Linked DNA regions of Anas platyrhynchos: region 1 is linked to region 2. A link is a contact called in public Hi-C data. All regions are on one chromosome and are shown on one strand. Each heading gives the region's core, a stretch centred on a gene start, on an enhancer-like site or on the middle of the called end of the contact. The rest is flanking DNA. Distances are from core to core; before and after follow the strand shown. Region 1 overlaps LOC101796866 (transmembrane protein 263). Region 2 holds the start of CHST1 (carbohydrate sulfotransferase 1).

Region 1 (4,313 bases), core at 738-3,237, 64 kb after region 2:
CTCGGCATAGGAACTGTGCTGAGCTTTTCCTTACAAGAAGCAATGAATTAGAGATTTCGGGCGCTCTGATGCTCTGCGCGGCATCTGAAATCATACTAACGCAGCTCTGCAACTGGTATCACAGGTGACAGGTCTATTGCTCATGATCTTGTTGTGAGGGGAATATCACCTCAGAGATCGCTTCTTAAAGGTCAACAGCTGCGAGTCTGTTCAGTCTGAGGATGTGTACGGATAGGGCACAGGCAGCCAGGCTGCCAGCACGGGCCAAATTCCACCCGCACGCACACTTGGCTCCTTCCAGGGGAAGGTGCCAGCCCCTGCTTTTCCTTAGAGTCAACCCCCGTGATCCACAAACCATTTAATTGCACAGTTAACTTTCCGACACGGCTACTGAGCACTGAAATCATTTCATGTGATGGAGATGGCCAACTGAATGTTACTAATAGTTTAATCATATAAAAATGGATCCTGAAGTAGCAAAACATGTAGGAAGGCAGCCTGCATGTTGAGGTGTTTCTCTCACAATTAGCTTTGTTTTTCTCCTCTACTTCCTTCCTGCATTCACTTGATGGGTTAGAAATCACAAAACTGAACAAATCTGAAACAATATCACACCCAGTCCGAATCTAACATACATCCAGAATACAAAGACGACAGTGCCAAGATATTTCCCCGCTTCCACCGCTGCCAAACATGTAGGCTCCCTAGGGGACGAAAAGTCATGAATTCCATGGCAATCAATACATCACAATTGCTTAAAAGCCCAGGAAATGCTGAAATCAAAGTGAGGCAGTAAGTACAAGAGAGGGGACTCTGAGTGATGCATGAATTGCATGCTACAGACACAGTGTTCTAAACAATTAATATGCAATGTTGGTTAAATAGCAGATTCAGCAAATATTTTTCTCCACTGAATGTTCAAATGAAACAGCAAAAAATATTTGTCCCTTTGGATTTCAGTCAAAAGTTTGCAGGGTGGTTCTGTTGGCCAGTTAATTTCATCCTTGGACTAGCAAGTGCTCAGCTCGCTTTTCAGGGTCTGTACTTCCTACAAGCATTTTTGGTTTTACATAAACTATAAGGAGAAGCAAGTTGTTTACTTTTCCTTCCAAGTTACCTTGTTCAAATTGCACATCTGACAATGTTCCCAGGGAGCCATTCTCCACTTCAGAGCAGTGCCTACAATTTGTACCCTAAAACCATACCGTATAAGGCTGGATTTCCTATTGATTGCTTCTGATAGCAATGCTAAGCACACGAGCTAAGCTGCAATAGCTGGTTAATTTTATTAAGCTTAGATACTGAAAAGCCCTGAAGACATCTAAAGTGGACTTTAATATTTTTGTTTAACAATTTGCATCCCTTACTGTCTCTCTTAATGTGTTTGTGCCTGTTTAATCTTCTGTAAACTCTTATCTCTGTCCTTCTGATGTATACGAAGTACTTTTGAGGAGGGCAGCAAACAGAAATGGGAATTCTTGGTAAACAAAATTTGACACATCCCTTGAAGGAAGCCTGTTTATTGCCCACGCTGTGCTCTGAGCGCAACATACTATATTGTGCAAGCAGGGGCTCACGGTGCAGACACCAAGCCAGGCTACAGCAGAAGCCCCACATTAAAGCATGCCTCGGGCAACCATTTATTATTGCACGATACACTTCTGAAAAATACGGATGCAAAAGATGTTATCAGTTTTGCCACACATTCGGTTTTTCAAAGTCAATTCTATTGTCTAAGCAAAACCGGGCACGTTTCCGGCTGTTGTCATGTGAATTTTCACTTCATAGAATAAGGGGAAAGAAAATCATTTTGTTACTTTGATGAAGACGCCTTGTACATTTTGACAAACTCAAGTCCCTCCAGGGTGCTTACTGGCCATGAAGCTCTTTCATATCTCATTCATTATCGGAGAGAGACAGGAAAATACTTCCTCATTTCTCTTGCGTATGAGTAAATCAGTGAAAACCACAGAGACCTGGTTTCATTAAAAGTGATGGAGTGAGACTGGCTGCAGCCGCTGCACAGTGGGGACTGGGCTGAGCTGACTCAGTGCAGTCTGCCCGGCGAATTCAGGAAAAAAAGATTAGCTGGAAATTTCTCTGTTGAAGCACTGACTGCTTACTGCAGCCAAATTCCAAGACAGCTTGAGGCCGTAAAGTCTGAGCTCCAAGCCCTAAACTCAAAAGCTAGTTGCACGTCTGATCTTCCTCAGCTTCATCACTCCACAGATTTTAGATGCTAGACCTGCATCTCCCTGATAGTTTCAAACCGTTGCTATTGCCATCAACAACTGCTACGGTTTCTACTAAGTGACAGCCAGCGGGTGTTATTTCTGGAGAATCTTTCCTTATGACTTTGTCAGGGGACAAAAAAAAAGCCCCCAGACCCCAGGATTAACCTTGAGCTCACATTAAAAAACAAGAAAAGGGAAATGGGACAAGTCGGCCAAGACAAACCCCTTCATTCCACTGAAAACTTGTCTTAAATCTTAGATCTGAGATTTTCACTGTTGCTGTCTGAGAGTTAAGCACACCCCAACGTGTGGATGCAGCACACTACCTACCTATGTTACGTGTGGCTCAAGATACTGCTCCAAGTCTCCCCATTTTATACCTTTTTTCTTCATCTGCTGACTTCAAAAGTGGCAAAAGAGCCACCTTTAATCAAGATCAAGCCTTTGGCAGATTATTTATTAAAGTGTAAGTCCTGACTCTTGTGTTGAGTTAAAAAAAATCCACACAGCTCAGCTGGTCATAAGATCCCCAACCAGGTGGCAGAACCCTGTGCGGATGACTTAACACAACTGACTTCTAGCCCTACTTAGCTCAAATTTCCAGAAAATCTGTGTTCCTACTGAGCGTGATAATATACTGCACATGCTCCTTTTCCGATGTTTTGTCTCAGAGAAAGCTCTCAACTTTCTGTGCGCTATTCTCCTGTGATACAGAACACTATTACCCCATAAAGCTCACATCTCACAGATGGATAATTTCACAAATTATGGGATCAGCTACGTGAAAATCTGAGATTTTGGGATATCCAGCACATACCACACACCTAGGAATCAGGAACTAATATGGATGCTGAGCTGTGTGCACATTCGGCCCTTGGTGGTGACCTTGCCTTTTTACACAACTCAGCAAACTGGACAACCAGCCTCTGAGGCGGAAGGGTAAGAAAACATAACCTGATCAACTGTCTTGCTGCCACTGGGCATCACAAGGGAGAAGGCAGGACCTTTTTCCATCTACAATGGAAAAATGAGCATACTTCTCACTCAAAACCGTAGCAGGAACAAGTGAAAGTAATTCAACCTACCCCTGCTCTTCAAGATCACTGGTAAGACAACAGTACTGTGTGGCTGACACGTCAGAGGGTTGGAAAAGGACAGGGAAGGGGGAGGAGAGAACAGCTGCTCTGCAACAAGAAGCTCGATGGAGGCTGCCAACAAAACAATGCCAATGGCAGGTAAGTCATCCCAAACTACCACATACTCAAAGCCACAAGGGCTAAAAAAGCTTAATAACGTGTTGTTTCAAGAACCACAAATGGTGGCAGACGTAAGATGCAGGCTACCTGACAACACTCACGTCTTCTCTGACGGTGCTGTGAGGGCCCCATATTCTCACCTGCCCCACAGGGTGAGCAGAACAGAGCAGGGTGTGCAAACCATCTTTTTCCCTCAAAATCTCTGCAGTGTGGACCATGCGGCGCTGTGCGACTCCTGGAGATGCTACGAAATGCAATGACCTACTATGAAACACATTAGTTTAAGCTGCACAACCCCAAAACCTCCTTTATTTCACAGCCCATTGCCAGTGTTCTTCGGTGCAGAAAGTTAGCCCATGTGAGTTATTCTCTTATCAGTACCCAGGAGATATATGGGCTGCACTTACATTTCATGTTTGGGAAGAAATACTAATACTGTGCTGTACTGCAACCCTTCACCATTAGCAAAAGTAGTTTTGTCGAATAGTGTTGTCATAAAACAGCTGCTATGTTCCTCTTGAGGCAGCTATACCTTAGCAGTGGGAAACTTGGCTCCCACATAGCCAGCAAGACCGTGCCTTGCTCTAAAGCGTGGCGGTGTCCTTCTGAGGCAGCCCTAGGGCAACGTGGAGCTGTTCTGGTGATTCAGAGCAGGACTCCAAGGGAAAAAGCGTGTATTTCTGGCATAAATGTGACTCATATCCTCCTCTTGAAGTTTGCTGACAAACAGAAATGGGAGCACAGAGCTGGGGCTGCAGCTCTCCCCAGGCCCAAGCCGATTACCTCTGTTCTACAGAAAGACACCGATATGTCATGGGGTGGG
Region 2 (4,273 bases), core at 1,321-3,820:
CAAAGAGCTGCTGGTTTTTGGCTGCCCCGCAAGAGAGCCTTGGAAACAGGCACTCAGCAGCGACGGCGGTGTTGCTGCACGGTCCCTGCCTAGAGCTGCTGTCACACCTGAGGTGCCCAAGCACGGCCACCTCTGGGGAGCAGTGGGGGAGCCTGTGGGGAGGGCTCAGGGCAGGAGGCAGCCAGCCCCGCTCTGCCACCAGCACACAAGGTGCTGCTGGAGCTCCCCGTGATGACAGGGGGTGACAAGTCGTCAAATGCCAAGTCCGTGCCATGCAGCCCCCCAGAACAAGTTGTTGCCACCTGAACACTGTCCCCAAAGGAAGAGCCCGGCACTCAGCGTCCCCTGTGCTGCACCCAGCCACGCTCCCTGTGCCAGTGGCTCACAGAGGCCGTACAGCTTAATTCATCACCTCCAGCCTCAGTGGTGCTCCAGGGCTGGAGCAGTGCTGGGAGGAAGAGGAGGAGGAAGGCAGGTGACTGCACACCCGCTGCTGTCGCGTGGTGGGGGAGGCTGCATCGCCTTCGCCCATCCTGTCGGGTGAAGGCTGGGGGAAGCAGGGCGGGGGAGAGGAAAGGCTGGGCACCTTCCTCCTCGGGCAGACAATGCTCCTGTCCCCGTGCCAGGCACTGGCTGGCCTCCTGCAGCGCATCCCTCGTGGCCAGCCTGCTCCCAGGCAGCTGCACGGAGACACGGGCGAGGCATGGGCACAGCTGGTGTGCTGTGACCAGGGAGAGTTAGGGCTGGGAAAGGGGCAGGGGTGATCCCAGCACCAAAAGAGGCCAGGTGCCCTCTCCGGGGCATCCTCCTGCAGCACGCTCACTGCAACCACTGCTCAGAAAAGCTGCCCTGAACGGCGCAGGGTCGTGCAGCTCCTCTTTGGGTGTTTCCTGCCAGCAGGCTCTGCATGTGGCCAAGAGAGGAGCGAGGGGTGCTCGTTGTTCTGTGAGAGGGCCAGGGCTGAGCAGGAACCGCATCTCCTGGGACGCAGTGATGGGAGGAGGCTCCTGCTGGCTTTAAGAGCCGCAGATGAGACATCAGGGAGGGATACTTCTCCCAAAACCTGCCCCTCCCTCACTGCAGCTCGGTGATCAGGCAGGGCACACGCAAAGGGAGACGAGGGGCAGCAGAGGCTGATGCTGGGCTGACACTGCTGCTTTCCATCTGCTCTGAGTACGTGGATCTTCGCTTCCCTTGCTCAGCTTGGTGTGTTGCAAAGGGGAGAGGACATGGGGCAGGTGGGGAACCTGAGATCAGGACCACCCGAGTGGCGTCAGCTCTGCTCTCCACCAGCACGGAGTAAAAGTTGAGGCTTTGCCTGAAGGGTGCAGTGTGGCTGGCCGGCACTAGAGAGCAGGAAAGAGGTCCCACTTCGCACCTTCCACCCAGGAGATGGCACTTCCATGAGTCACCTGGACCAGGGGATGCCAGCAGGACGTCCTGGCTTAGCAGACCTGGAAAAATAAATAAGCCCTTGGGTTCTCTGAACCCTCAGGAGGCCGCCAAGCCAGCGCTTTTGCCAAAGAATATTCCACCTGGGGAATCACCCGTGCTCTGAACCACAGGGTGCAGAAAGCCCCTCTCCTGTGAGAGGTCTCTGGAGCCAGCAGCTGGGGCAAGCAGTAGATAATAAAAGCAATAATTTAAAAATTAAAATGTGTTTTTCAGCTCACCTGCCATCCATTGGTGGCCCGTGCCACATGGGGGGAAATGCGGGAGGCCGGTGGGCAAGGGGCAGTGGGTGCAGGGGGCTGCAGAAGGGGCACGGAGCCACATTACCCAGGGCTGTGCACGGTGGGCTCCTTCACCCAGCACTGGTGCTTATCTGCTTCCTCTTACACGCATCACTGTCCACGTGAGGCTGCGCTTCCATGTCTGCAAACAGACCCCAGTGCAAGCCTGCAGATAGCAGAGGAGGATGGCACAGCAGGGACCCACAGCAGAAAATCCTTGCTGGGGCTTTGAAAGGAGTTACGGCATCCTCCCGTCCTGCCCCAAAGGCTTGGAGTGGTTTAGGAGCAGCTTCTGGTGCGTGTAAGCATTCGGGGATTTTATTTCCCAAAGCTTGAGGGACTAACCAAGGAAAATAAGATTTTCCTTTTTTTTTTTTGGTGGCTACTGCCTTGACCGAGTCTGTTTCAAAAGCCCAGGGGAATAACTCCCACCGCTTTGTACCAGAGGAGGCAGTCACCCCCAGGGCATACTTGCAGCCACCAGAGGATGCAGCAGATGCAGTTCCTCCTGCTTCCCTCCTCTCACGATCAGCTGTGTAGGGGGCTCAAATCCCAGAGCAGAGCAGGACCCAGCCAGCAGCACCAGCTCAGCACTGGGGGTGTATGGGGCGAGCCACTGGGATTTTGCCAGTTGTCCTCCTCCGAAGCAGGGCTCTGCAGTGCGTCACTGGGATCCACGTGGTTATGAGCGATGTACGTGCTCTGTGGGAGGGTGTGTGGTGCACCCAGTAGGAATACTTGGGTCCTCCTCAGCAGTCCTTGCTCAACCCGTGACTTCTCTGTTGGGTTGCAGACACCAAGACGACCTGTGAAGAAGCCCCATGAAGGTGACCAGCCATGCAATGTTCCTGGAAGGCTGTCCTCCTACTAGCCTTGGCATCCATTGCGATCCAGTACACGGCAATCCGGACCTTCACCGCCAAGTCCTTCCACAGCTGCCCCATCCCCAGCCCCGTGAACTGCAGCCTGAGCCAGGACACCGATGCACCCGACCGGCTGTGCGACGAGAGCCCCACCTTCGCCTACAACCTCTCCAGGAAGACGCACGTCCTCATCCTCGCCACCACCCGCAGCGGCTCCTCCTTCGTGGGGCAGCTCTTTAACCAGCACTTCGACGTCTTCTATTTATTCGAGCCCCTCTACCACGTCCAGTACACGCTGATCCCGAAGCTGACCCAGAGCAAGAGCACGACGGACAGGCGGGTCATGCTGGGGGCCAGCCGCGACCTGCTGAGGAGCCTGTACGACTGCGACCTCTACTTCTTGGAGAACTACATCAAGCCCCAGCCCGTCAACCACACCACCGACCGCCTCTTCCGCAGGGGGGCCAGCAAGGCGCTGTGCTCGCCGCCCGTCTGCGAGCCCCTGGGAGCCGCCGACCTCCACCTGGAGGAAGGGGACTGCGTGAAGAAGTGCGGCACCTTGAACCTGACGCTGGCCACCGAGTCCTGCAGGGAGCACGGGCACGTGGCCATCAAGACCGTGCGGGTGCCCGAGGTCAGCGACCTGCGGGCGCTGGTGGAGGACCCGCGGCTGAACCTGAAGGTCATCCAGCTGGTGAGGGACCCCCGGGGGATCCTGGCGTCCCGCAGCGAGACCTTCCGGGACACCTACCGGCTGTGGAGGATTTGGGACGGCACCGGCAGGAAGCCGTACAACCTGGACGTGACCCAGCTCACCACGGTGTGCGAGGACTTCTGGAACTCCGTCTCCACCGGCCTCAACCGGCCGCCGTGGCTCAAGGGCAAGTACATGCTGGTGCGGTATGAAGACCTGGCCAGGAACCCGATGAAAAAGACCGAGGAGATCTACGATTTCCTGGGCATCCCCATGGACAGCAACGTCGAGCGCTGGATACAGAACAACACCCGGGGAGACCGCTCCTCGTCCAAACACAAGTACGGGACGGTGCGCAACTCGGCAGCCACGGCGGAGAAGTGGCGCTTCCGCCTGTCCTACGAGATCGTGGCGTTCACCCAGCATGCCTGCCAGCAGGTGCTGGCGCAGCTCGGCTACAAAACCGCCGGCTCCGAGGAGGAGCTGAAGAACCTCTCCATCAGCCTGGTGGAGGAGAGAGACTTCCTGCCCTTCTCTTAAGGCCGGGGCCCCCTTTTTGATACGGACTGTTTCGAACTGTTGCCTTATTTTGTTTTCTTTCGTTTTGTTCCACCCCCCCCCTCCCCTCACCCCCCTTCTTTCTCATCTTCTTCTCTCCAAAATTTGCACTAAATCTTGAGCGGGAATCTTAATGGAGTCCAGGGGAAGCGATTGCTGCCCCTCAACACGTTTCGGACACAAGAGGAATCGGGTCTCTCCAAGCAAGAGCTAGAACTGTGGATGGGTAACAATGTTTACAAAAACACACAAAATGTATAAAGCGACCTTCAAGCTTTCCAAACCGAAGGGTACCTGGGGTACTGTACTTTTGCACTGTTTACTTTTACAATGTAAGAGGTAAATATAAATTTAATTTATGAATGGTGTCGTCCCCTCCAGAGTAACTCCCCTTGACCCCGATGAGCAGGTTAGACTGCAAGATG

Evidence for each region. Hi-C and Micro-C count contacts between places; a contact is called where the count stands out from the background.
Region 1: a contact with region 2 is called in a Hi-C map of skeletal muscle, with 2.6 times the contacts expected there. The contact joins the enhancer-like site here to the promoter of CHST1 in region 2. A contact is called at or near these places in 2 of 8 Hi-C or Micro-C datasets (F1 follicle and skeletal muscle).

The regions. Positions count from the first base shown.
Region 1 is chr5:32,807,319-32,811,631 of IASCAAS_PekinDuck_T2T, forward strand. The region is part of intron 3 of LOC101796866 (transmembrane protein 263); the gene reads right to left. Among named protein-coding and RNA genes, the nearest start is that of CHST1, 65 kb to the left of the region's middle. Within about 2 kb of position 1,988, at least 2 of the 8 cell types and tissues checked have an H3K27ac peak or open chromatin away from gene starts, as enhancers often do.
Region 2 is chr5:32,742,265-32,746,537 of IASCAAS_PekinDuck_T2T, forward strand. CHST1 (carbohydrate sulfotransferase 1) reads left to right here and starts at 2,571. Exons shown (of 1, transcript XM_005013970.6): 1 at 2,571-4,273. The coding sequence starts at 2,571. The coding sequence ends at 3,830.